5 separate regions of the Mus musculus genome follow, and all the other regions are linked to region 5. A link is a contact called in public HiCAR-type and HiChIP or PLAC-seq data. All regions are on one chromosome and are shown on one strand. The core of a region is the stretch at or near the end of the contact, and the rest is flanking DNA. Distances in the headings are between cores, read along the strand shown.

What was found. HiCAR-type assays count read pairs that join an accessible place to other places. HiChIP or PLAC-seq counts read pairs in DNA pulled down with a chosen protein or histone mark.
Region 1: a contact with region 5 is called in an H3K4me3 HiChIP or PLAC-seq map of embryonic stem cells, with 22 read pairs. The contact joins the enhancer-like site here to the promoter of Tmem178b in region 5. A contact is called at or near these places in 1 of 15 datasets of contacts at CTCF or cohesin (the NIH/3T3 cell line) and 19 of 115 datasets of contacts at active chromatin or transcription factors (VIP interneurons, differentiating embryonic stem cells, embryonic basal ganglia and 9 more).
Region 2: a contact with region 5 is called in a HiCAR-type map of fibro-adipogenic progenitors, with 12 times the contacts expected there. The contact joins the enhancer-like site here to the promoter of Tmem178b in region 5. A contact is called at or near these places in 1 of 15 datasets of contacts at CTCF or cohesin (the NIH/3T3 cell line), 4 of 484 Hi-C or Micro-C datasets (embryonic fibroblasts and embryonic stem cells), 16 of 115 datasets of contacts at active chromatin or transcription factors (craniofacial prominence, embryonic basal ganglia, embryonic forebrain and 9 more) and 2 of 9 other capture datasets (embryonic stem cells and pancreatic islet).
Region 3: a contact with region 5 is called in an H3K27ac HiChIP or PLAC-seq map of SST interneurons, with 4 times the contacts expected there. The contact joins the enhancer-like site here to the promoter of Tmem178b in region 5. A contact is called at or near these places in 1 of 15 datasets of contacts at CTCF or cohesin (the NIH/3T3 cell line), 2 of 484 Hi-C or Micro-C datasets (cerebral cortex and cortical neurons), 12 of 115 datasets of contacts at active chromatin or transcription factors (SST interneurons, VIP interneurons, craniofacial prominence and 9 more) and 1 of 9 other capture datasets (embryonic stem cells).
Region 4: an H3K4me3 HiChIP or PLAC-seq map of forebrain shows a contact between it and region 5, with 7 times the contacts expected there. The contact joins the promoter of Agk here to the promoter of Tmem178b in region 5. A contact is called at or near these places in 2 of 39 promoter capture datasets (cranial neural crest and neural stem cells), 10 of 484 Hi-C or Micro-C datasets (the AtT-20 cell line, embryonic heart, embryonic stem cells and 3 more), 24 of 115 datasets of contacts at active chromatin or transcription factors (SST interneurons, VIP interneurons, acute myeloid leukemia and 12 more) and 2 of 9 other capture datasets (embryonic stem cells and pancreatic islet).

Annotation. Positions count from the first base shown.
Region 1 is chr6:40,349,053-40,353,902 of GRCm38.p6, reverse strand. Agk (acylglycerol kinase) reads right to left here. Exons shown (of 16, transcript NM_023538.2): 4 at 1,471-1,550. Among named protein-coding and RNA genes, the nearest start is that of Agk, 26 kb to the right of the region's middle. Within about 2 kb of position 3,547, at least 7 of the 459 cell types and tissues checked have an H3K27ac peak or open chromatin away from gene starts, as enhancers often do. A contact at or near this core is called in embryonic stem cells, where this site is marked.
Region 2 is chr6:40,247,953-40,253,130 of GRCm38.p6, reverse strand. Tmem178b (transmembrane protein 178B) reads right to left here. Exons shown (of 4, transcript NM_001360978.1): 4 at 1-5,178. Among named protein-coding and RNA genes, the nearest start is that of Agk, 75 kb to the left of the region's middle. Within about 2 kb of position 2,975, at least 12 of the 459 cell types and tissues checked have an H3K27ac peak or open chromatin away from gene starts, as enhancers often do. A contact at or near this core is called in fibro-adipogenic progenitors, where this site is marked.
Region 3 is chr6:40,204,605-40,209,872 of GRCm38.p6, reverse strand. It overlaps Tmem178b (transmembrane protein 178B), which reads right to left. Exons shown (of 4, transcript NM_001360978.1): 3 at 2,340-2,477. Among named protein-coding and RNA genes, the nearest start is that of Agk, 120 kb to the left of the region's middle. Within about 2 kb of position 1,547, at least 8 of the 459 cell types and tissues checked have an H3K27ac peak or open chromatin away from gene starts, as enhancers often do. A contact at or near this core is called in SST interneurons, VIP interneurons and cerebral cortex, where this site is marked.
Region 4 is chr6:40,322,889-40,327,597 of GRCm38.p6, reverse strand. It overlaps Agk (acylglycerol kinase), which reads right to left and starts at 2,120. Exons shown (of 16, transcript NM_023538.2): 1 at 2,068-2,120.
Region 5 is chr6:39,869,256-39,874,001 of GRCm38.p6, reverse strand. It overlaps Tmem178b (transmembrane protein 178B), which reads right to left and starts at 2,566. Exons shown (of 4, transcript NM_001360978.1): 1 at 550-2,566. The coding sequence starts at 931.

The DNA.
Region 1 (4,850 bases), core at 2,298-4,797, 480 kb before region 5:
AAATAAGAGTACAAAGTGAAGAATATTATGAACCCAGCTAGATACAAACATCATTATCATCATCACATCAGCAGCAGCAGGCCTTAATAAACAATTAACACTCATAAGTACTGCGGCATTTAACACAAACACATCACGTGGTGCTTAACGTATGTGTTCTGGCTTTGTGTCTATTATGTTGTTTAGTTTTCTAGCTGAGTAAACTGAAGACTTAGGAGGCTAAGTAACTCAGAATATTCTAGAAGCAGAAGCAAATGTGTGTGCGAGCACGCACACAGGCACGTACACACACACACACACACACACACACACACACACACACACAGACACAGAGCTCTCTACTGCCCTCACCAGGTCATAGTGACTGATGTACTGGTGTACTGGGTGTTCAGGTTGCGCTATTTAAGAACTTGTATCATTTATTACTGAGATAAAAATTGGTGTGTTTACGGAGGAGGGAAGTGGCCTTAGCCAAGTCTGGCAATATTCTATTAAGCAAGTTTACTCTGCATAATCTATAGGTACGACTTACAGAGGAGGCCAATACACAAAGTCATGCTCAAATTTCCCCAAAAGATCCTCCAGAACTGACTTTGGGAGCTTCTGCTTCGTTTTGCTTCAGACAACAGTGCCTGAACACTTAAAATCCAGCCTCAAGTACTCATTATCGATGTGTGCGACTTCAGTCTTATAGTGTCCAGCCTGGTATATATATTCACAAATTACTCAAAGCACAATTGATCGGGACACTGAAAACAATAAGTATTTTTTCCCTCTTCAACTTTTTCATTCTATTTTTTAAAGGTAATTTTTAAACTGTTTCTTTAAAGTGGTCGATGATGCCTTTGCATTTATATTCTCCACAACCTAACTAACACTGTAAACTTTTTTTTTTTTCCTGCTTGTGGCTTTTTCCCCCAGACAGGGCAATTCTGAGTTCCTCCACAACCTTTCCTTGTCTTCACAGTACCCTGCATTTCAGGGTGATACAACGGGTACCATCAACTAAGCAACAAATATGCCACTTCTAGCAAAAGCCCCGCGCAGCACTTACTGAGGAACAATCTTCCCCGTCCTTAGGTGACTGCCCTACCAGGCCACAGCCTTGTTTGGGGAGAGTGAACTTTCTCTAAGGCCAGTAGAAGGTTCCCTCCTTTGTAAAGACTACACTGTCCTCCTGAGCCCACTGTGCTCTTGATCTCTCAAACTCCTTTGTGATGGCAGCCTAACACGGTTATGCAAAGCAGGAGAGCAATCATTCCCAGTAGGACTGCTCTCAAGCTGATATAAATCCTTGGTGTTTGATGAACATCAATTTGCGGCACGGTGACTTCCACTCGGAGACTAACGCTGTGGCTGCACAGTAACCAGTCCCAGTCACTGTAGCACACAGTCCACCACCTGCCTTTGTGGAGATTTTGTCCTTTGCCTTTAGAAAAACTAAATACAGTAAGTCACAAACTGAAATACCCTTTGCAAGCTGCGGGATTGAGAAAGACGGTGGCTTTCTTCACTTGTGCATTGGGAGGAATGAGCTGGTTGCCAAACACCTGAAAAAGAAAGAGACATTTTCAATTAAATTCTTTATTCAGCTGTTGATCGCATACTTTTTTTTTTTTTGTCATCCAGCCAAAGAGCACAAGCTCATCCATGATCTCCATAACAGAGTCACTACAAGCATCACAACCAAAGTATGCAGTTACTCAATGACGATTTTACATTAGGACAAAAACCTGGCTTTCCTTACCAGTGGTAGTAGTTAGTTCCTTTTATTATAAGCATACATCCTGCAGGGCCACAGGCTATGAGAAGGGACATTCAGTTTTCATGCTACAATCCTTTTTCCTTTAGTCTATACTAAATTTATTCCTCGGGAGTCTTTGTTACCAGTTAATTTTCACCATCTGTATACACAGAAGAAACCCGGTACTCAAACTGTTTTCTATTCTATGGCTCTAAGGCTGAGCAGATCAAGAAGCAAAGGATCAATGTGAGGATTCAAAACAGCAACAGAAGGGGAGCTACTACTGAGACATCTAAACTAGGGAAGAGAGCTGATGAAAAGAATCATGATAACACAACACTAAAAAGGCCAAAAACTTCAGGTCTTGGGGTTGAAAAACAAGTCTGGGTTATGGCAGCAGAATTCTAGAAAACAAGTATAAAGCAAAGATTAGAGGGGAAATGGCTATAGCAAGATGTTGTATTGAACAACTCAGTCTAAATCTGCCTCCCCTCTGACTGTCCACTAGAGATCCTTTCTACACCTTCTAAATAAACAAGCTCTGTGCTGGGGAGATGGCTACGTGGGTAACTAAATAGTAAAGTACTACACAAGCCTAAGACAGAGTTCAGATCTCCAGTGTCAGTGTATGTTTATAACCCCAGTGCTGGGAAGAGAAACCAGGCGGATCCGGGGGGGCTCCCTGGTCAGATAGTCTAGTGGAAATGGCAAGCTTCAATTCAGTAAAGCTAGGGAGAGCTAGAGAGAATAACATGCCAATGCTAACCTCCATACACACCTACATAGACAAGTGCACACACACACATTACCTGCCCATTACCACTTCTGTTCTCTTTTTACTCTTGTATCTTGTTCTCTTTTTACTCTTGTATCTTGTTCTCTTTTTACTCTTGTATCTTGACATTTTCTGGCTAAGTCTCCAAATATATCATCAATTTGGTTTGTTCTGATCCATTTCATTCTAGGATTCCATCAGGAATGAAGTAACTAACTCAGCTGTGGAGGTCTGAATGGAAATGGCCTCCATAGACTCATAGGGAGTGGCATTATTGGAAGTCTGCCTTTGTTGGAGTAGGAATGGCCTTGTAGGAGGAAGTGTGTCACTGAGGGGTGGGCTCTGAGGTTTCAGATGCTCAAGAAAGGCCCAGTGTGGCACTCTCTTCCTGCTTTTTGCTGATTTGGGTAGAGATCACTCAGCTACCTGTCTAACACCACATCTACCTGCATACTGCCATGCTTCCTGCCATTATGACAATGGAGTAAACCTCTAAACTTTAAGCTGGCCTGATTAAATGCCTTTCTAAGAGATGTGGTCATGATGTCTCTTCACAGCAATAGAAACTCTAACTAAGATCGAGGCTGGTTCCTGGAATGGGGTATTGCTAAGATAGGCCTGACACTGTTTTTGCCTGGAAGAATATGGAATACTTTGGGACTTTTGAGCTAGAAATGTCATTGGACATTTTAAACCGGGCTTAATGAGCCATACTAGTAGGATCATGGAAGATAGTGGTACTGAGGGTGATTTGAACTATGAGAGCCCAGCTTAAGAAGTTTCAGAGAAAAATATTATATGTGGCCTAGAGATTGTTCTTGCAATATTTTGGTAAAGAATGTGGCTGTTTTCTGCCTTTGTCCAAAAAAATCTGCCTGAGGCTAAATTAAGGAATTATTGATTAAATGTTTTGGCAAAGGACTTTTCCAAACAACCTAGCATTGACTGTCTTCTGTGGTTAATAGAAGCCAGTCTTATGCAGATCTACAACAAAAGACTTAAGATAAGCAAGAAAAAATACAAAAAGTACAGTAGAGGAAGAAAAGGAGCCCCAGGGAATGTAAACAGATTAAAGAAAAGCCAGATGCTAAGTGGAGTAAAGGGAGTGGTGACCTCAGAACAAGACCCCCACCCAGCTAAGGAATTAAATGAAAAAGGAATTAAATAAAAGCATAAGGCCAAGTCCACAAACCTGTAATCCAAGCACCTGGGAGGAAAAGGCAAGTAGATTTTAGAGTTCAAGGACAGCCTGGGTCTACAAAGGAAGCTCCAGGATAGCCAAACTTAGGCAGTGAAGGAAACTATCAAAACCAGAAAGCTGAAAAGTAAAAAAGTAAAAAAAAAAAAAAAAAACAAGAAAAAAAAATTAAAAAACCAGAAAACTGGAGAAAATGTATTTGAATAAGGGGTTCACGCAAGCAGCAGAACTTTGCAGCTTCAGCCACATGGTACCTAAGTTTATAGAGTCAAGGACACAAGAAAAGAGTTATAGAGTCTCCCTCCATAACTAAGGAAAGCCTCTGAGGCCAGGCATATGCAGATGTCCCTTCTTGGAGACCTAGAAAGACCATTGCATGAAGCTGTAAAGGTGAGGCCTGGACTGCCTTGAAGACCCCAGGATGTTGAAGATGCCAGAGCCTTGGGATACCTGCCAAGGAAAGCTGCTATCAGGGAATGGAACCAGTCCAAGAGAAAGAATTATGTTTCAGTCAAAAACAGTGAAAGGAGTTTGAGAGCTGAAGTGTGATTTGACAGCAGTCATGGAGATGCAAAGTTTGGGGTATGCCCAGCTGACTTTCAGTCTTGCTTTAGTCCAGTACTTCCTCATTATCCTTCTCTTTCCTCCATTTTGGAATAGTAATGTATGCCCTGTGTCACTGTATGTTAGAAGTATGTGATTTGCTTTTTTCTTTGTTTTTTTTTTTTTCATTTTGATTTTACAGGAGGCTATAGTTAAGAGACTGCCTTGATTATCATAGACTTTCAACTGTGGACTTTTAAATATGGTTGAAACTGTGATAGACTGAGGACTTTTGAAGTTAGACTAACTGCATTTTGCATTATGATGTGGCTACAGGCCCATGGGGAGCAGGGAGCAGAATGTGGTAGTCTAAGTGAAAATGGCCCCCACAGTTATAGGGAATAGCATTAGTGGAGGGCTGGCTTTGTTGGAGAAAGTGTGTAACTAGGAAGTGGGCTTTGAGGTTTCAGATTCTCAAGCCAGGTCCAGTGTGGCTTTCTCTCTCAGCTACCTTGTCTGCCTGCATGCTGCCAAGCTTCCAGCCGTGATGACAATGGTCGAAACCACTGAACCTATAAGCCAGCCCCAAG
Region 2 (5,178 bases), core at 1,726-4,225, 380 kb before region 5:
GGGGATGCTTCTCTGCTACTCTGCTGAGGGACTTTCTGGAAGCACAAACATTTTTTCATTAACCTCTAAGTTTATCTAACCACATCCTCTACCTACAACCTCCATCGTATCTCCAGAACCAAGTTCTTTTTTCCCCCTCCGATTTTATAGTGTCCCCTGGCCAGCCTGTGCTTCTTTATGCAGGAAGCCACATTTATAGAGCCAGCCACAGTTGGTTAAGTGATCCACTCACATATCTCCTTTGATGATCTTTCTCCTACCCCAGTCCTGTGTGACAAAGCTCTGTCCATCAGAGAGAGCAAGATGAGATCATCAAAGTGGGTGTGAAAAGGCATCTGAGACTGAAAAGGTAGATCAAAGGCTTTGGACTCTGTCCACAAACCGGCTGCAGGCTACTTTCTGAGGAAAGTCGGCTTCCCACCAGAGCAACAGGAAGAAAGCTGCTCCTGGGTTGCCTGAACTCTGTCAGCATACAACAGCCAGCATGGGCACAAATAGCAGCAGAATGGATAGGGAGACCGGGTGTCACGTGTGTCCCCAACATCACCCTGCTTCCCGTGAGTCTGAGAGGACATGGATACGTGGTGAGGTCACAAGATTCACTCAAGGTTCCAGGTGAGCTATTAACAAAGTCACTAGTATCACCCCAGGTCATGCCTCTGGGTTGAGATGGGTCCTGGCCTTCACTAGTCTAACTTGGATGATATGCTTTTATTTAGGGGTGTTGGGGGGGGGGGAGACATACTTAAGTTTAAAGGCAAATGTCTTTAGAACAGAGAGTACCAAGCAAGCAGAAGCGACCATCAGGAAAACAACCGGAGAAATCTGTGACAGGCGTTCCCTCTCTTCAAGTGCCCCCCAGATTCAGGATTCTAGGGCAGTCCTCACAGGCCCTCAGGAAACCAAGGGCTACATTACAGCATTTAAGAAGATGCAATTCCCCCTCCCCTTAATTTTCAGTTTTTTATTTGTACATTTTTTACAGATAGTCTTGAATAGCAAAACAGTCACACCATGGGCAGTGGGCAGTGGGGGGTGGGGTAGGCCAGGGAGGGACATGAGAGTGGTTCTGTGAAATCTCTGTGTGAAAGGCACCAGCACACTCACAACACAGACATACTGGCACATACAAATGGGAATGGGCCTACAGACCACCCAGAGAGGAAAGGAATAGTTCGGTGTCCAAGGGAGAGCAACAGAGGACACTAGGTTGTTTCCCTAGGGAGTCATAACAGGTCTTAGGTAGAAGGAGTAGTAGCTGGGCATTTGTCAGGAAGATACCAGGTTGAGTTGTGTACCTGAGCAACTCCTAGGTTGGGGCCCAGCTTTCTGTTTGTTGGCTCTGAACAACCCACCCTTGTGGGCATGACATTACCCTTATTATCGGCTAGACTCTAGTCATAAAGAGAACAAGGTCTTGTTGTTCTCTGGTAGAACATCTTGGTGCACACAGGAAAGAAGAAAGGCGTGGAAATTCTTTTGGGGGAATCAATTATTTTCTCCTTTAGAATTTAGGATCCAAGTAAGATCATACAGGGGTGTGTCCCAACTTGACACATCACTCAGGACCTCCTACCAGAACTGAGATGCTACTGATGAAGTCACTAGCTTTACAACCTGACAAGAGGAAGTGGGCTCTTACTTTTATCATACTTCTCTTTACTCTAAATATGAGAGAACTTTAAAAGCTTCAAGAATAGGACTTTGCTCCCCAACATGAGCATGTACAGCTAAGAATGATAATAGAACTGTTCAAACAAACAGCACTAACTCCATGCCTGCTTCGAACTATTTTAGTCATCTATGCTCTTGGCCTCCACATGATCTCTTTGTATCATCACTTCTGGTAACACACAGGAGTGCACTTTGCAAGACTGTCCTTGAAGTAAAGAAAGTGAGTCTGGCAATGGGTAAAGACTATGAAGGAGGCCATTTCTCTGGAGGGCTTGAAAGGGGAAGTGAATCCTATGTGCTTCAGTTGGCTAGCTACACTCAAGTTCAGCAACCAAGATGGCCTCTCCTACTCTACATTATCCTCTTGGCAGAGCCTTGATGGAACCATTCCATTGTAGTGGCTGCACTGCTGATAATGGGCAATTTGAACAGCTCATAATTCATAGACACTTTGTGTTTGTAAATTGCTTTGCAATTTCTTTGTTGACCTTAATATACCATGAGGTAAAGTGTTATCACCGTCCTCTTGTTATAGATGAGGAAGTTCAAGTATGGAGAAGACACAGTGCCCAGAGTCACAAATTGTTTTAGTACAGAGCAGAATGAAGTGTTCAGCCATTGCTGTGTTATACAAGTGTAGCTTAATTAGTGAGTTTCTCTGGCCAAGGTGAATTTATACCCATGATTAGACTGAGATGGCACCTAAAAGAAATAGGGGAGAGAAGGGGGGGCAGATCTTTAGCTCTGTCATGAGCTTTCAAATGCCTCCTTGCTACTCTTCTGGTTCGTATTGCTGCCAAGAACACACAGTCACTGATGCCAATCGGTGCAGTTCTGTTGGCCATGCCATGTCGTCCTGGCCCCATCGGTTCACCCAATGACAACCACTCATTGAGAGGTTCTGAGGTCTGAACCTTTATGACTGGGTCCATGGTAGGGGCCTCAGAGCAATGGGATTCTGACCAGTCTCTCAGTCTTTTGCATGCTTTTCTCATGGTTTTCTACAATGAGCATGTAGTCCTCAGGGAGGAAACTTAATAGCTGGTAATAGCCTAGTCTAAGGACTAGGACCAATGTCAACAGAATGTTTTTGTGGCATAGCAGCATGGATGGAGAAATGGTAAACATGACCCCAGAAGTCAAGCACCCTGAGAGGCACCAGAACCATTTGGATGCATCTTCTCTTAGGACTTGCTTTAAAAAGAAAAAAAAAATCTGCCCCTTTCCTCTGTCTGTCTGGGCTGGAAGATAGCAGCAAGGCTTACTGCTACTCTGTAAAATCAGATCTTCTGACTCATCATGTTTCCCTGGAGAGGGATGGGTGTGTTCACTGGGGCATATCAGGCCAGAAGCAGCAGAGACTCTTCCAGGCAAGAAGATTCTCTCTAACTATGAGAGGTAACCAGTATTTCACAGAAACAAAGACAGAGGGTGCATGAGTCTATTTCTTCCCCTACATGATTGAAAATCAGTGAATGAATGTCCCCAGCAGAAGACAGTTGACACCAAATGCTCTGAGCGATGATTGTGACCTCATTATTATGAATATTACATAGGTGGGCAACACTGGAGACCTAAATCACACATCTTCCCGAAGTCAGGAGAAAACTATGGTACTTTCTAGTTAGGTCTCTTACAATGTATATGGATGTCTAAGGAGATGCAAAATCCCAGGGTTCCCTTTCCTATTGAGGAGAGGTGACACATTTGGGTAGAAAACCTCCCCTGGGGGAGAATACACCACTACGGTGTCAGGGCCCAGGCTACCACTGAAGGACCTGAAGCCAATAAAGACTTATCTGGCTCTGGGGGAGCTCTCTAATTATGCCTTCATGATCCCTAGAAATGAGAAAGGCTGCTGAAAAGCTGTCTGGCCACTAAAGCTAGGACAGATTTTTTTTTTTCTTATCTTCATGATAAACACAGCTCCTTGTGAGACCTCGGGCCATGGCAAACAAGGAGAGAAGTGCTTGAAGTATTTTGCCTCCCTAAGATGTTAACTGTCACAAATGGATCATAGGGAAAGCCACAGGGAAAAGGAAAGTTGGAAAAGAGCCATAATTCCCCAATGCAAACAGGAAATTGTATTTTGCCCTAGTTAGACCCCAACTTTCCCAAACCTCCAATCTAGGAGAGAGCAAAAGAAATGACTGTTGAAAGTGGCCTCATGCTGCTGGTTTGCACAGAGCCCACGGCATGTGCAACTGTACTCCTTGAATACATCCAGCTATTGGAACTTGACCTGGGTAGGAACCAGGGTCCCCTCACAAGGTTGGGGTCTATGGTTTGGAGTTAGGAGAGTCTGACCTAGAGAGTGTCACATACCAAGACATGTCTCTTCCTTCTTTATGCAGTCCTTAGCTGCCTCACAGCCAGAAAGCTCCAGAAACTGCATCAGAGGGGCTTGTTTTAACCAGTGGTCAATCCCCTGTGGTAGAGGAGTCAGATCACTGGGCCAGAGATTGCTGTCTGCTGTCAGTGTGGAGACTTCCATCCTGATTAGGCGCCTCAGCTTGTTTTGTTGCTAAGAAGGATCAGAACCCAGCATCGGTATCTGTCCCTGTCCAGTTGTAATAGTGAAAGAGTTACTCTAAGGTCCTGTTCTGCTGATGCTGAGTTGATGAGCTAAGCCCAGAGAGTCTATCTCCTTCCTGGGGGTCCATGGAATGTTTCAGGAATGCTTGTGTTTCAAAGGAAAGCCAGTGAGTTTCACTAAAAGTTTTATCACGGTGTTGGGCAATTGGAGAGAGCAGATGATCTGTTTATGGTTGAGTATGGGTTTTTAAAAATAAAGCATAAATATTCAAGAAAGTTTACTCAAGAAAAGTTTAAATAGCTAATAACAAAATGTCCCATTTGGCTTAGCTTCCCCTTCTTTTTGCAACTGGAAAACAGCTGGAATTAGCATTCAGTCACAGAAAAGTGCCCCAAGTGGGTATTCATGGATATATATACCTACCTGCTTATCCCTGCTCAGCTCAGGATGCCCACAGAGAAAACAAAAGACCTCTCAATCCAAGAGTCTTTCTTTCACCTTAAAAGTCTAGCTTGTCAAAGAAAAAGAAAATTGTCAATTTAAACAAAACTGAGGGGTTTTTTTTTTAATGATTTCCCTTATCATAGAATATGCCCTTTGTCTCTAAAATGATCCTTAGAAATCTCAGTGAGACGGGGAGGTCTCCGTGAGGGGAAACCAGGAGGGGGAGCAGCATTTGATGTAAATAAATAAATTTAAAAACTCTCATTTGGATGCCAGCAGCATTTTCTGACACCAGCTTGCCCCTGTTCACCTGGTATGCCTACACTCCGGGCGCTCACATGCAAGGTCTGCTGTAGAATCTGACCAGGGCCCTTAGGAGGAGGTCTTGAGAAATGCAACCACACCTGTATATAGGTACACAATGATACCACACACACACACACACACACACACACACACACACACAGTGCACCAAAATGACACACACTAAGAGAGACCCACATTGAAATCCATCAGATATTTCA
Region 3 (5,268 bases), core at 298-2,797, 340 kb before region 5:
TTACCAGTTGGAACTTCTTCTGGGTATATGCCCAGGAGAGGTATTGCTGGATCTTTTGGTAGTATTATGTCCAAAGAAATATATTTTTAAAGCCCAAGGTATGAGAGAGAGAGTGTGTGTGTGTGTCTTTGTGTATTCAAGGTAGAAGCTGGAAGGACTCTTGATTTTATCTGTCTCACTGGTTCTTGGCTCTATTTTTCACATGAAGAGTGCTCCAAAAGCTCTGTGGGGTGGGTACTACTTGGCCCGCATCAGTGCGTAGTCGAAGTGGTCCAGGAAGCTCTGGATGAGGTCTATCTGGGGTGAGGAAATCAAGGCTTCCACTCTCACAGTATTCAGAAAGGAGTTTGTGGCTCCTACTCTAGCCTGGAGCTCCAGACACCTAGTAGCTACCCATGCAGTAGGAGGGCAGGGCTCTTGCACATTGCTATCCTGCCTTTTGTCCCAAGGCTTTCAATGAGTGGGAGGTAACCCCGTGACCTCATTATAGACCCAGCCTTTAGCTTATCCCTTGTTGCTCAATCCTGGCCTGCTTATTATCTGCCCTTCTCATGTGACCTAGCTAGAAAAGACGAGGCAGGCAATGGCAGCTAGGCTATTAGTCTGCACATTAACTGAAGTTCTTGGGAAGTTCTCCAAGTGGAGAGGTCCCAGGTTGTGAGCTTGTTCCTGTCTAAAAAAAAGGCAAGCAGAGAAGGCAAGAGGATACAGCAAATGCCAGGTAAGAAGGAGAAATGACAGACTGCCAGTCCTGCCCTTGGGGCTCTGGGTTCCTGCTCAGCCTGGGGCTGGTTTGCTCAGCTTCTCTGGGATACCAAAGCCTGTTCTATGTCTCCAAAGAGATAGGATACAGACTACAAACAGAATACAGCTGCTGCTGCTGCTGCTGCTGCTGCTGCTTCTTCTTCTTCTTCTTCTTCTTCTTCTTCTTCTTCTTCTTCTTCTTCTTCTTCTTCTTCTTCTTCTTCTTCTTCTTCTTCTTCTTCTTCTTCTATCTTTTTATCTTTTCTTATAATTTGGAGGGCCTCATGAAAGGTGGAAGGGAAATAAATTTACCAGGGAAAATACTCATAAAATATAGCGTGAGAACCATCAGCTCATTTATGTTGTTGTCCTACCAGAGAGAGAGAAGCCCACAGGATAGAAGTGTGGCTTGGGAGTTGGTGGCTGTCTGTGTAGAATCTATCATTGAGCCACCACTTCCCTCTCACTCTCTGAGCCTGTGCCTTAACGACAGGTGTAGGTCCGAGGGGTGGCAGCTCTGACGTGGGGACTTCCTGACTCTGGTAACAGGTCAGTCCCCTGGAAGTACCAGCTCCATGGGAAGCCTGCATTTGTGCTTGACACAGAGTAGCTGTGCTTAAAGGAACAGAGGGAAACTTCAGGGCCCAAGCCCTTCCTACAAAGCCTCTCTTCTTCCTCCTCTCCTAAACCAGATTTTTTTATGCCCCAGATGTCTCTCTGGGCACAGTGAGGGACAAGCTTCTCCCTTCCCCAGCTTCCCCTGCAGCTAAAGAGTCCCACAGCTGACCTCATCTTTCTCTCCTTAGCTCAGAAAGAGGCATAAAAGAGACCAGCATCAAGCACCTGCACACTGCCCAAAGCCTGAGCTCTGCTCCCGAATGTGGGACTCATTTTCTCTTCCTCCCACAATCATTTCTAATTCTGTCTGTCCACACTCACTCTCTCCCTCCAGGCGCCCCACAATTCACCCATCCACCTCTTCCAGGCAGTCCAACACTTGAGCTGAGCCACAGACTCAGAGACTCAAAAGAGAAATTCCCAAGTAGACAGTTCTGCTCACACCAGAACCCAGCCCCAGTTCTATGTACAGTCTGCTAAAGACCACTGAGCCGACTCAATGGCCATACAGTAGTAAGAAAGGAAACAGAAATAGAAGGATCTAGTCTAGACCCACCACTGTTTTGTTTTAAACCGTAAGTCAAGGATGAGCATGGCTCTTAGGAGAAGAAACGCCTCCTTCCTTCGTCAACACTAAAATACAGAGCACAGGAGCATGAAACGTCGTTTCATGCGTCCAAGTCTGAGGTCTCCACCTGCTCCCATGTGAGTCTCCTAGCTACGGTATCTCCCTTCCATCTGGGCACTGAGGTCCCCAAGACTCTAGGCACTGAACACTGTATCTCATTTCTGTTTACATCCTGAAAAGCTGGTATAGTGGCCAATAGGTGACAGGGGCAGAGACTGTTGATGAGCCAACAGATGAGGGAGCACAAAGAACCATATTGACCATGCCCCTCTGCTGTAAGCTCTTACCACTTGCCCATGGTTCCAGTTAACAGGACCTCCCTATCCCCAGCAGCCACATGCAGCCTTACCTCCCATGAGGAAGAGAAGCCCTGCCACGTACTGCATAAGGCCTCGGTCCCAGCAACAGCCCAGGACGCCGATGATCCAGCCAAAGAGGATGATGGCCACTGCCATGCCCATGAAGCCAGCTGTCATTCTACGAAGATCTGTGAGGAAGCAGGAGGAAAACAGTTAGCACGAGAACACGTGATACAGTAGGGTCACAGGTACCCTAAGCTTGGGGTAGGGAGAAGAGGGTAGAGGCACTTCAAGGGCAGGAAGACTATCTATTGAGACCCCTACACAGGAGAGAACCACTGCTGGTGAGTGTCTTCTGTTCAAGTGTGTTGTGATAGCTGGGTTCCTAAGCACAGGGCAAGCACATCATCGCCTGTGTCTAACGGCTCGCTCCAGCTAGGCATCTGTGCTAGGCATGTGCTGCTCTTCCTGTGAGTCTGTCCCATCCTGAAGAGACGGGTGCTGTCTCTAGTGTAGACAATAGAGCCACTTGCTAAAAGCAGCACGGTAAGTGGTAGAGAGGACTCGAACCCAGATAGCTGTGGCTAACAGCATTAGGCTTTTAGAGACGAGAGAGCAGTGAGGTGGGCTGCTGGAGAGAGCAGGGCTTCTGTAGATGGGCTGCCCTCCCTGCTTTAACCCAGGGTTCTGCTGGACTGGTTCTCTGCTCCATCCCAAGCAGGCTCTTGGAGCTTAGTTTTGCCCGCAACCTTGGAAGCAGAGAAGAGCTGCATCCCCCTCCCGTCGTCTGAGCCCCTGGAGCAGGCAGGCCCCTTCCTCGCAGTTACCCCTATCCTCTGACTCAAGGGTCTGCCCCAGCGTCACAGCGAGGACTGTCCCTGCTCCATACATCTCTGACCTATCTGACAAAGCCAGGAATGACTTGGTGAGGAAGGAGGTAGCTGGAAAAATGCTGTTTGCAGCACAAGGGAGACGGAAGGACTGTTCCGTATCTCTGCTGGCTACTTAGCATCTTGCCCAACTCAGCTTCTTTGCTGACTCCTTCCCCTGTGTGGACAGATGTCACCAGAACTACTGTCACGTGCTCCCTCTCCATGCGTGGCTCTGGCCTGGACTTGTTTCCAGAATGGTTTTCTTCTCTCACCCCCTTCCCGTAGAACTGACTCTTTACTTCCTGGGGAGCACTTCACCCATCATGCTGGTCACTCCTTCTTGAATCTGCCTGCCTCCCCTACCTTTAAGGCAGTCCACCAGCCCCAGCCTGCTAACAGGGCTCTAAGCAAGAGAAACCAAACAAAAGAACAAAAACCCCAAGACAACAACAAAAAAACCAAACCATTTTTCCTGGCCTCTGCCCCAAACTCTGAATCCTCTGCGGCATCACAGAGCATCCTAGAGGGTCTCAAGGACATTTTTCCTCTCTCATGGAGTCAGGTACCTCACATCTGCTGCTGCCCCATCTCTCTTCTTGTCCCAGAGGAACAAACGCAACAGTGTCCCTGTGGGCACGGGGATCTGTGTCTGTCATAAGGAGGCCACCCCTCCATCCTTTCTGACTCTTACATTCTATCCACTCCTACCCTGAGTCATGAAACATGTAAAAGGGACCTCTGCCTCCAGCAGAGCACAGTTTGAGTCAAGATCCCTCTCTTTCGGGGTCTAGTCTCTTTGTTCTGCACGGAAAATCAGACACTGTTATCCCAGTCAAGAGAAGCTGACTAGAGAGAGAGGCACAAACATAAAGGGAAAACAATCCTGTCCCTCCCATCTGGGAAGGTGAAGCCAGCAGAAACTGGACAGACAGTTCCCTAGTCCCAGACGCAGAGATCCCTGAAGGGGTAACAGAGAAGATACCTTCCCTGCCTGATTCTCTTTTGTTTTTCTGAGCACCTAGCAGGCCTGCCCCAGCCAGGTAGAAAAGACACTCTGTATTCACTTCTGTGAGTTGCTAAGGATGCCTCATTATCACACAGCAGTGTGCAGATCGCTCATACTGCCAAATGAGTCAGGGGAAGCTTTGCTGAAAGAGCCATTTGATGGCAATGTTCATGAGCAAGCTCAGCCTCCTGCATAGCCAGCCATAGCTATGGCTGGAATCCATAGCCATAGCTAAGGATGGAATATCCCTGCCCATGGGCTGCCCCAGTCCCTGTGGGTCAGCTCCTATGGACTGATATTGCTTCTCCTTTCATTCCCATCTCTACAGTCACACTCGTGGCCACCATGGGATTCCTTCTTGCCTTACCATAAGGGCCTGATCAGACTTGTCAGCGGAGACATGTGAGGCCATGTCGATTGATTCTTAGGAACAGATAATATGTGATTAATACTTTAACCACTGCTTGCTTAATGGAAAAAGAAAGAGCCCAGCTCTACTACTGGGAAGTTTAGTATCTTAAACAGAAGGTACTAAGTTCAGCACCCTCTCCTGGGTTTTTCCTTTTTCATCCAGTGAAGGCTTCTGGGTCCTGCCCTTTTATCCCCAGTAAACTTACCTTTCCTGGAGGTCAAATGATCACTTGGCTTTAGTGCCCAGAAGTCCTACACTGGCCCCAGACTATAGACCCTTGGGAGCAAAGCTATTGCCTAAGGGGATGAGAGGATGGTCTCATCACGTGAGTCCACACTGGCCAGAGATGGACCTGTGGGTTGGTGAGGCAGGACGTCTAAAGAGGATGCCAACCAAAAAAAATAGGAGGTGACATTTATTGAAGGATGAGAGCAAAGTGTTCTACTTATAAGAAAATGGGCAGGAGCAGAAAAGCAGACAAATGGAGAAAATAATTGCTATTCTGAAAGTTCCTGGCAGATTCCAATCATCTGAGTCTCGGGTGTTGTGTGTATGTGTTGAGGGGGAGGGCAGTTACCTTCTCTCTGTCTCAGCTCAGGTAAACTTCTGTGTCTCCCGCAGGGTATTGTTGACTTAGGTAAAGGGTTGCTCTAGTTGTTGATGTGGAAATAGGATGAAAAACAGAGGTC
Region 4 (4,709 bases), core at 871-3,370, 450 kb before region 5:
GTGTGTGTGTGTGTGTGTGTGTGTGATTTGAAAAACACAGGTAAGTAGTAGACTGAAGTAATTTCTCTTCTCAACCATTACTAAAACTAAGAATCTTATAACAAAAGACATATTAACAAGGAAAAAGCATATACATCTATTCAATGTGAGCTTTCATGACACAGAACCTTCAGAAATAAATCCCTGTGTGTGTGGTCAATTTGATGAAAAGCAGTAAGTTCTACAGAAACATGACTGAACAAGGTGCTATGACTTAAAAGACCAGCAAGGTCTGTTTGTTTGGGTTCTTCTGTGTCCCTTCATCTTAAGAAATAAAAGTACTATTTCTTTTCCTACAAGCATCTGACAGGTAGCTCTAACACAAGAGCCTTATACAGGAAGTCTGCTTCAGGTTAGCAACAACTTCCTGCTTCTACTGTTTCCCCAACTGCCAATGTACGACTTGGGGATGACCATGCCCTAAACACCATCGATATTATACATACAGGATAGCATCTACAACAGTGACTCCCAGCCCTTACTGTCTTTATTAAACCTTATTTAAAATGCACAAAATTTGTTGTAAATATATATTCTTGGTCATCATCTTCCTTCCCCAAAAGCCTACTTTGTTCCTGAACTGAGTAGTCATATGATTTTTAGTTAGCAGTTACTAACATAATTGCAATGGAGGTTGCAAACACACCAGACATTAAAAATCAATGTTTTAAGATGAACGATGGGGTCATGGGGAGGGGGAAGATTTGAAAAGGCTTTGAATCCGCACTAAGGTCTTTGGATATTATGTTTAAAACAATATTATGTTTAAAACTTGAGATTTTTTTTTTTTAGCAGATGAATAACAATCACATTTGAGGTGCAGAATATAAAACAGACTGCCAGAACCTGAAAGTAAATCTAAAAGGAGCCATTCGAGGGGTGACTGCCACAAATTCTAGACAAGAGTCAACAAATGATTTGGAGGTCTTTATGAAATAGAAATGGGCAGGGCTTGATGATCAACTGATTGCAAGAGGTGAAGGACGAGGAAACGGAGCCAGGTTTTGTGCTTGGGCAACGGATTGTTAAGTGATTTCAAGGCTTTGGATTTACATTGTAGGTTTGTGGGGAAACAGTGTGCAGTTAAGGAGACTCTAGACTGTTCCACCTGCTGGAAGGCTGGAACATCACCCAAGTAGAGAGGGGCATGGAACGAATATCGGACAGTCGACAACACTCTGAGTGGACTGTCTTTTTAAAAAGCCACGCCCACCCTGTCTTAAATGCTTTCTATATTATTAAAAGATGAGGGAAATATGCAGGCAGCCTAGTGTGCAAAGAGGACTGGCCAAGGTGCTTAACGAAATCCTAGCTTTGTCGTTTACAGATGGTGAGACCCTGGATAAGTCAATTAACATTTTCCCTAGAGAAAAAGGGAAACACCATTAATTTTTGCAGTGAAGCAGTTGTGAATAAAATCTGTATTTGTCTTCACAATCTGTAATACATTCAGTGTATATTCCCTTCTCAGTAGCCAAAATTTTCATTCTCACTAATGTCAGTTAAAAATCTCAAATTTTATGCCTAAATTAACATATCTTTGCCTTCCAAACAGGCTTTCCCCAAACCCAAAAACTCTCAAATTCTGACCCTCTTCTGACAAGAAAAGTAGGGGTTTTCTCACTAAAGAGCTTTTTAGAACAGATTCTAGTCATCCACATCTGCAGAACCTAATAAATAGAACGAATGAACCGACCCACCCTTTAGGGTTCAAATATTACTGGCCCCGTTTTTTTGTTCCGGAGTACCCCACAGCCCAAGGTGGGAAGTAGCTGAGGGGTTCACAGGTTAGGGACGGCTCTGGGACTCGAACCGGCACACCTGACTCGCAGGGACAACGGGCGTGCACGCCATGCTGGCCCGGCCCAATCTCCCCTCCTCCCGCCCCACCGCAGTCAGCAACCGCGTGGCCGATCCCCGGACGCCAGGCGGGTTCCCCGGACGCTCTGCTCAACGCAGCCACCAGCGGCTGCGCTCCACACCCTGACAACACACATCCCGCGGCCCTAGCTTGCTCCCCGAACTCACCGCTGCCCGCCGCTCAGCGCCCGGCCTTTCCTGTGTGCTCTCACAAAACTCTCCCTCTCTTTTCAGGGAAACCGCTCCCTCTGCTCTCGGGTTCCGACGCGGAGCAGCGCGAGCCAGGCGGGGGCGAGCCCTCCCGTGACCTAGGGATGGGCTCGCAGCAGCCACCGCCCTCCCTTCCCTTTCTCTCACATTACTTGTTCATTCAATCTTTCATCTATCCATCTGTCGCCAGCCAGTCGTTTCTGGAAAGTTCACAATACATAATAAGAACAGTTTTACGATTTGGAACTAAATCAGAAAGTAATTAAATGGCTAAGGCATAGTGGTAAATGAAACAAAATAAAACAAAACCCAGCGACAGGGCGGGAGATGAGGAGGCACTGTGTTAAATTAACGAGCGGAAGTTTGAGCTCCAGAGAGCAGGAAGATGATGATCAGGTCTGGATGCACGGAAGAGCAGGGTGGGGTGGGAGTGGGGCTGAGGCTGGGGAAATCAGGCACAAAATCACAGAACCCTTAGGCCTGTGTGCTGGAGGCAGAAAGAGCTATGAGAAAAGGGAGCCATGCAGCAGGAGAGCCCACAGGGGTGTTGGACAACAGAAAAATGTGTCTTGTTAAAATATAAAGATCGCTGGGCTGAAGATGAAGGGCAGGTGCAGAGAAGCTTCCTGTTAGCTGCCTTACACCAAGGCAGTTACAAAAACTTTTTATCTTGCCACCTTTCACTGCGAGGAAGATGTCAACAAAATAAAACAGATTTTGCTGCAAAGAGGACTCTTAGAAGTCTGCCCTGAGGGCACAACATTGCTGTCTTAAATGGGAACAGTTTTTCAGTAGGAACATCTTCAAATGGGAACTCGCCTGAGATGTCCCAAGACTGGATCCACTAATATTTGATCTCTAGGGACTCCCATCTTCCACAAGATGTACAAGCAATTAAAGGTTACTGGGCCAGAGGGGCTGAGGAGTGTTGAGGGAACTTCTTCACTGGTATTGCCTCCTCTAAGTTGCTCATGTTCCTATAGGTAATTCCTCACTACCCCAATCAAATTCATGGATCCACAAATCTAGACTTTAGTGGAATCATTTCTTCGGGGTCTGTTCCTGTCACTATCTGGAGAAAATAGACATTTCTTCACTGCTGTCTCCCTAGGAAACAGGAAATAAATGTATTCTGAGCCAAGTATGAATGGCAATGGTTTTGGAACACAGATTCAAGTTGCCCTGAATGACACGTTCCACCGTAGAATAGGTTAGTTGGACACTTATGAATCAGAAAATAAAATAAAGCCATGAGCCCATTTGTCTTAGTCAGGGTTTCTATTCCCGAACAAACATGACCAAGAAGCAGTTGGGGAGGAAAGGGTTTATTCAGCTTACACTTCCATATTGCTGTTCATCATCAAAGGAAGTCAGGACTGGAACTCAGACAGGTTAGAAAGCAGGTGCTGATGCAGAAGCCATGGAGAGATGTTCCTTACTGGTTTGCTTCCCCTGGCTTGCTCAGCCTGCTCTCTTATAGAACCCAAGACTACCAGCCCAGTGATGGTCCCACCCACAAGGGGCCTTTCCCCCTTGATCACTAGTTGAGAAAAATCTCATGGAGGCATTTCCCCAACTGAAGCTCCTTTCTCTGTGATAATTCCAACTGTGTCAAGTTGACACAAAACTAGCCAGTACAATTGACCCCTTGTCAACTTGACACACAAACACATCACTAGTAAGCCTCAACCCTTACATTCTTATTCATCCCCAAGATCTAAATAACTTTAAAAGTCCCACAGTCTCTACATATTCTTAAAATATCCATCTCTTTTAAAACCCAAAGCCTTTTTACAATTAAAAGTCTCTTAACTGTGGGCTCCACTAAAAATAGTTTCTTACTTCAAGAGGGAAAAACATCAGGGCACAGTCACAATCAAAAGCAAAAATTAAACTCCAACTGTCCAATGTCTGGGATCAAACTCACAATCTTCTGGGCTCCTCCAAGGGCTTGGGTCACTTCTCCAGCCCTGTCCTTTGTAGCACTCATTTTGTCTTCTAGGCTCCAGCTGCCTGTACTCCACTGTTGCTGCTGTTCTTGGTGGTCATCTCATGGTACTGGCATCTCCAAACACTGTAGTCTTTCGCTGTAACTATGCTTCACCAACAGCCTCTCATAGGCTCTCTTCATGGTGCCAAGCCTCAACTCCTTTACATGACCCCTTCTGTCCTGGAAAATCAATTGCAGCTGAGGCTGCACCTTCACCAATGGCCTTCCATGGCCTCTCACTGTGCTGAGCCTCAGCTGCTCTGCATGACCTCTTCATGCCTTCAAAACCAGTACCACCTGGGTGAATCTTACACATTACCAAGTCCAGCCACAGCACAAGGTACAACCTTGGCCATCTCTGGAATACAGCCTCTGTGCTCTCAAAAACACTTCCCAGAAGATGTCACCTCAATGATGCTGGTCTCTTCTTAATCACTGCTAATTTCTTAGCTCCAGCTAACCAGCATCAATAGTCCCAGAAATGCAAAGTTTTTGCTTTAGTTGTTCTGGTATATTGTTAATCACAGCTGATTCTTCAGCCCCAGCTAACCAGAACTACAGAATCTTCACAATCAAAACAGCAATGGCCCTGAAAAGAGTCTTTAATTTT
Region 5 (4,746 bases), core at 1,317-3,816:
AAGCAGAGGCTGTAATGTATTGGTGTTTATATGACCAATAGCTACACCATGACTTCTAACAGTGCCTTACTAACTAAATGTTTCTGGTGTGCATAGTGTCTCCTGCAGAGGACATCCCCCATCCCCAGTTTCCTTTGATCGAATTAGTTCAACATCTAAAAACAGGGATTAAAATTTGGAGCCAGTTAGCCCTGACACGTCTAGGGTTTCCTCTAGAAACACAACATTGGAGATTCCCTTCCTTCCCAGAGGTTGATGAAGCCATTATCTTGGATTTAAAAAAACAAAACCCTGGCCTAGGAGAATGCATACGAATCCCGACCCATAAGAGCAAGACAGCAGGTGAGCCAACAGAGTGAAGCCTTTACCACAATCAGCTATGGAGAGGCAAGTTCTGCCCACGCCAAGGTTCAGCCAGGCCTGCCTAACTGGACCACTCAGAAACCAGGAGATGCCATAGCCTGTGGCCACCAGGAGAAGCAAGGGGCTGCAGGGCCTACCTAGAGTGCCTGGCTCTCTGCAGCGCCACGCCTCGCGCCTCGAGCTTACCTTTCCGTATGAGGGCGGCGATCTCCGGGTCGAAGCCCTGCCGGTGGCACTTCCTCCAGAGGCCCATGTTGGTGGAGTTGTATTGACGGCTGCACTCGTCCGCGGGGCTCATAGCGAACAGCTGCCGGCGATTCCGGGCCCGGAGGAGTTTGCCCTCCCAGCGGTCCAGGCGCGAGCGGCTGGCGCGCAGAGGCAAGTTGTTGTTGTTGTTGTAAATGAAGCCGGGGTCGACCCGGCGGGTGTTGAAGGCCTTGCACCTGTCCCTGTGCTTCCTGGCGTCCGTCTCGTACCAATGGTCGGAGCAGATGGCCACAGCCAACATGCCGAGGGCGCAGAGCGCTAGCGAAAGCCCCGTATAGAGCAGTAACCTTCCGGCAGCCATGCCTCCGCTTGGCGGCTACACCATGGGCATGATCCGCCGCAGCCTCGCCTTCCCTCCGCGCGCCCGGAACAAAGCGGCGGGCGGCCGAGCTAGGGGTGGATACGGGAGGGGATCTGCGCCGCGGCGCCCCCCTCGGCCCCCACCTGCGGGTACGCGGCTGGGGGACTGCGGGAGTAGAGGCGGGCAGCCTAAAAAGTTCTGATCGGGAGAGGCTCCCGCAGGGTCCTGAGCATCCTCCGGGCAGGTGCAGCCTCCTCTCGCGGTGGTGAACTCAGCACGGCCACTTCCCACCGTTCAGGGGGCAACAGTCCTAACCCTCCGTCCGCCTCTGCACGCCGCCCAGCAATCACAAACTAAACACCAAGTGCTCTCGACCACGGCGAGGCTTGCTGGGTTTCTCTGTGCAGCTTGCTGACCGGAGTGACAGTCCTGGCTTCCTGGGAATGAATGATAGGGAGGGAGATCTGAGGACGCGACACTTCGCCGAAGGACGGATCGCGCTCACGGCCGGTTGCCCGGAGTAGGGAGTGCAGCCTGGATCTCTTTCTCTGGGACTCTCCTCCCCTTTTCGGTCTGCAGCCGAAGGCCGGGGACGCGTGCCCAGAACTGTTCTTTTCCAGGTTGGGTCTTTTCAAAGCCTGAGTCCTCTGATCACCACTAGGTCCTTGACTCCTGCCGACCCCACGGGTGCTCTCAGAAGCGAGCTGCCCGCAGACGCATGGTCTCTACCAGCCTTTGCCCGCGAGCTCCCGGATGGCCTGCCTCTGGCCTCCCCATTAAGACAGCTCCGCTTTTGGACAGCGGGGACACTCGGGCGGCGTTACGCGACTGTTCAGGGCCCGGGGTTTGCAGAGACTGGGCGGCAGCTGACGGGCGTTAGGGACGGACTGCACAGAGGAGGGCGCACCCGGAGCGCTCGGAGCTCCTTCAACACCATGGACAGGTCGCTCAGGGGTGGCGAGCTGCCCGCCCAGCCGCCAGCCTCCCCGGTGTCATGCGGCTCTCTCCAGCGCCTTCTTCTTCCTGGAGTGTGTGCACCCGGCCCTCTCCAATATCCCTTCTGCTCCACTTCACCTGGCCTTCCGCAGCCCCGCGTGCGAGATGCCCAGGTGCTGAGAAAATGCTGCGAGCACGAAGAAAACCCGGAGCCCGGCTGCTCGAAGCAACCCGCCCCCTTCGCCACCTGAGCCCAAGCACTCCAGCACCGCTTGCTCTAACCAGCTGGGGTCAGCCGCTCTCAGATTGCACCATTTTCTTCTCAGCCCACCCGGGTGCCGAGACTAGGGATCCCTCGGCCTCGTGTGGAATATCCCGTCCCGGCCTCAGCGTCCCGCGATCCGGCTCCCCGCACTGGGGTGAATGGGGCGGGGGATAGAGGGGTGGGGGAGCCTGGGCGCCTCGGCTTCACCTCCCTACCTCCTCGAGCTGCAGAGGCTTCCGGGCCTCTCAGGCTCAGGCGACGCCCGAGAGGAGCGAGAGCCCAAGCTGCACCCCAGGGGCTCCAGAAATCGCATTGCCCGGGTGTGGGCGCCCGAGAAAGCCGCTGTCACTCGCTCGGCCTCCAGGCGCTGCAGCCTTGGCTAAAACCCACAGCCGAGAACACGGAGCGCGCAGCCAAAAGCTAGTGATGTCATCCGTGCAACGTGAGCCTCATCTCTTATTTTTCTAGCCTTCTTAAAGTTAAACCACACCATTTTCCAGGCACGAAATGTCTGAGCCTTGTTCTTTGGCCAGGCAAGTCAATGGTGTCTAGGTAGGTATGGGCTCCACCACATCCATATTAATGCACATATACATATATGTAGCATGTTTACGTGTATTATTATAAATTTAGTGTTGGTGCCTACGTCTCCCGTTTCTCTTTTGACCGTGGAAAAGTCCCTTAAATTCGCCACAGTTCTTTAAAGAAGAAAATGCTTAGAGAACGGTCTTTAACCGGCTCTGGGAGAACCCCTGCACCTCGGTTTCCGCCTCTAGTGTCTCCTATTCGTTTGATCTTTGTTTTTCCCCAGAAAGCTATAAGCACTACCTTGCTAGCTACTGGCGTTTCTACCTGGAACTGAGCAGAGAGCAGCCGTGAGCCAGCGGCCGACACCCCAACACATACACACACACACACACACACACACACACACACACACACACACACCTGTCCTTACTCTTCGGCAAGAAAAGGGGACAACTAACTGATCCGTTCAAGACCAGAAGAGAGCCGCTGTGGGGTGAGAGGGCAGTTGATTTTGGAGGAGAGGAAGTTATAGGCAACCTCGGTATAGGGTTTGTCGTGATTTCCCTATGACCGCTGGATTTAGCCTCCGCAGGGCCTCTTTGAGGTGGGACCGAGACTCCAGACCTTGAAGAGGTGGGCCCCAGCTAGAGGATCCATCCCCACCCTACCCCGCCCCCTGCTTCTCTCACGTGAAGCAGAGCCGCAAAGCTGGGAGCCTCCCATCCAGCTTCACATACTAGGGGTTTCATTCTAAAGCTCACCCTTCGGTTTTCACCCTCTCTCCAAAGTCGGGGTTCCCCACTGAGGGATAAAGAGCTGCCCTGGGGAAAAGAGAGTGCCCTAGGGACCCAGCTTTGCACAGCAGGACTTGTGAGTCGAAAGGAACGCACCTCCACCATATTCTTTTTGTCTTTTTTTTTTTTTTTCCTCCCTGCATTTTGAAAATCGCGAACAAGGCGTTTCAGTGCCATCTAGTGGGGGAGGGGCGTGCCTTGTTTTTCAGTCTTGAATTCTATAAGGGGATTTACTTCGTGAAGAGAAGTCATTAGGATTACCTACTTGGTTCTTAGATGATGCTCGGCTGGTCTAGAAGTTACAGGCACCTGCTAGTCCACATCATCCTCAGAGGTCCCTGGGATGCCCTGATAAAGCTGAGCGACTTTGGCCAGGGTGTCTTCTCCTTATCTTTTTCTCAATTCTATTTGTGTCCTTGAAAATAGGGATACATTTGGCATACATGCAAACACTACTAAAGCTATTTCTACCCCTAAAGCTAAGTGGGAGTGCTTTTCACCTAGTAGGGTACCTGCATATGACAATAGAAGGGAAACTGAACTGACAAGGTCAGTGGGAAGTCAAAGCAAGATTATCTCTACAGCTTGGGTCTCTTGGTTCCCTCTCGGGTCTTTAAGCCAGCTCAAGGATCACTGGCAGTGCCCAGGCAGAAAAGCACGCATGCTCCTCTTTCAGCACCCCTCCCCCACAACCCACCCACAATCCACTCTTGCTCCCCTCTTGGTCAACTCTTTAACTTTTTCCACGGCCTTTGGCCTACTTTCAAAGATTTGCCTGCTATCCTGTGGCCCTCAGTGCTGTCCTAGGCCCAGCTTAGGAAGGGAGCCAATGTGGGGTACTGCCCTCCTCTTTCCTGGATATCACTAATATACCATTTTGAAGTTGTTGTCCTTGGTGAAAACCCAAAAATCCTACAAAAGATGTTTGTTGGTTGGTACCCTCCTTTTAAGTGTGATTGTTTTGAGCCACCATATATCATATTGGAGATGATACTGATGCTTAGGGCTAAGAAGCTGATCACCTAGACAGCATTGCTTCTTGTGTTGATGTTGCTGTTGTCGTCCTAGTTGTTATCTTTGTGTGTGTGCTTGACTGGGAGCCAAACTGTTGTGCAGTCTAGGAAGGTATTCCACCTCCCCTGTCTTCATGTTCCATTGTGGTGGAAGAGACACCATGACCTAGGCAACTCTTAATAAGAGAAAGTGATTTGGGACATGCTTAACAGTTTCATGGGTTTAGTCCATTATCACAATAGAGCTCTGCATTCGGAACCATAGGCAGCAGGAAGACA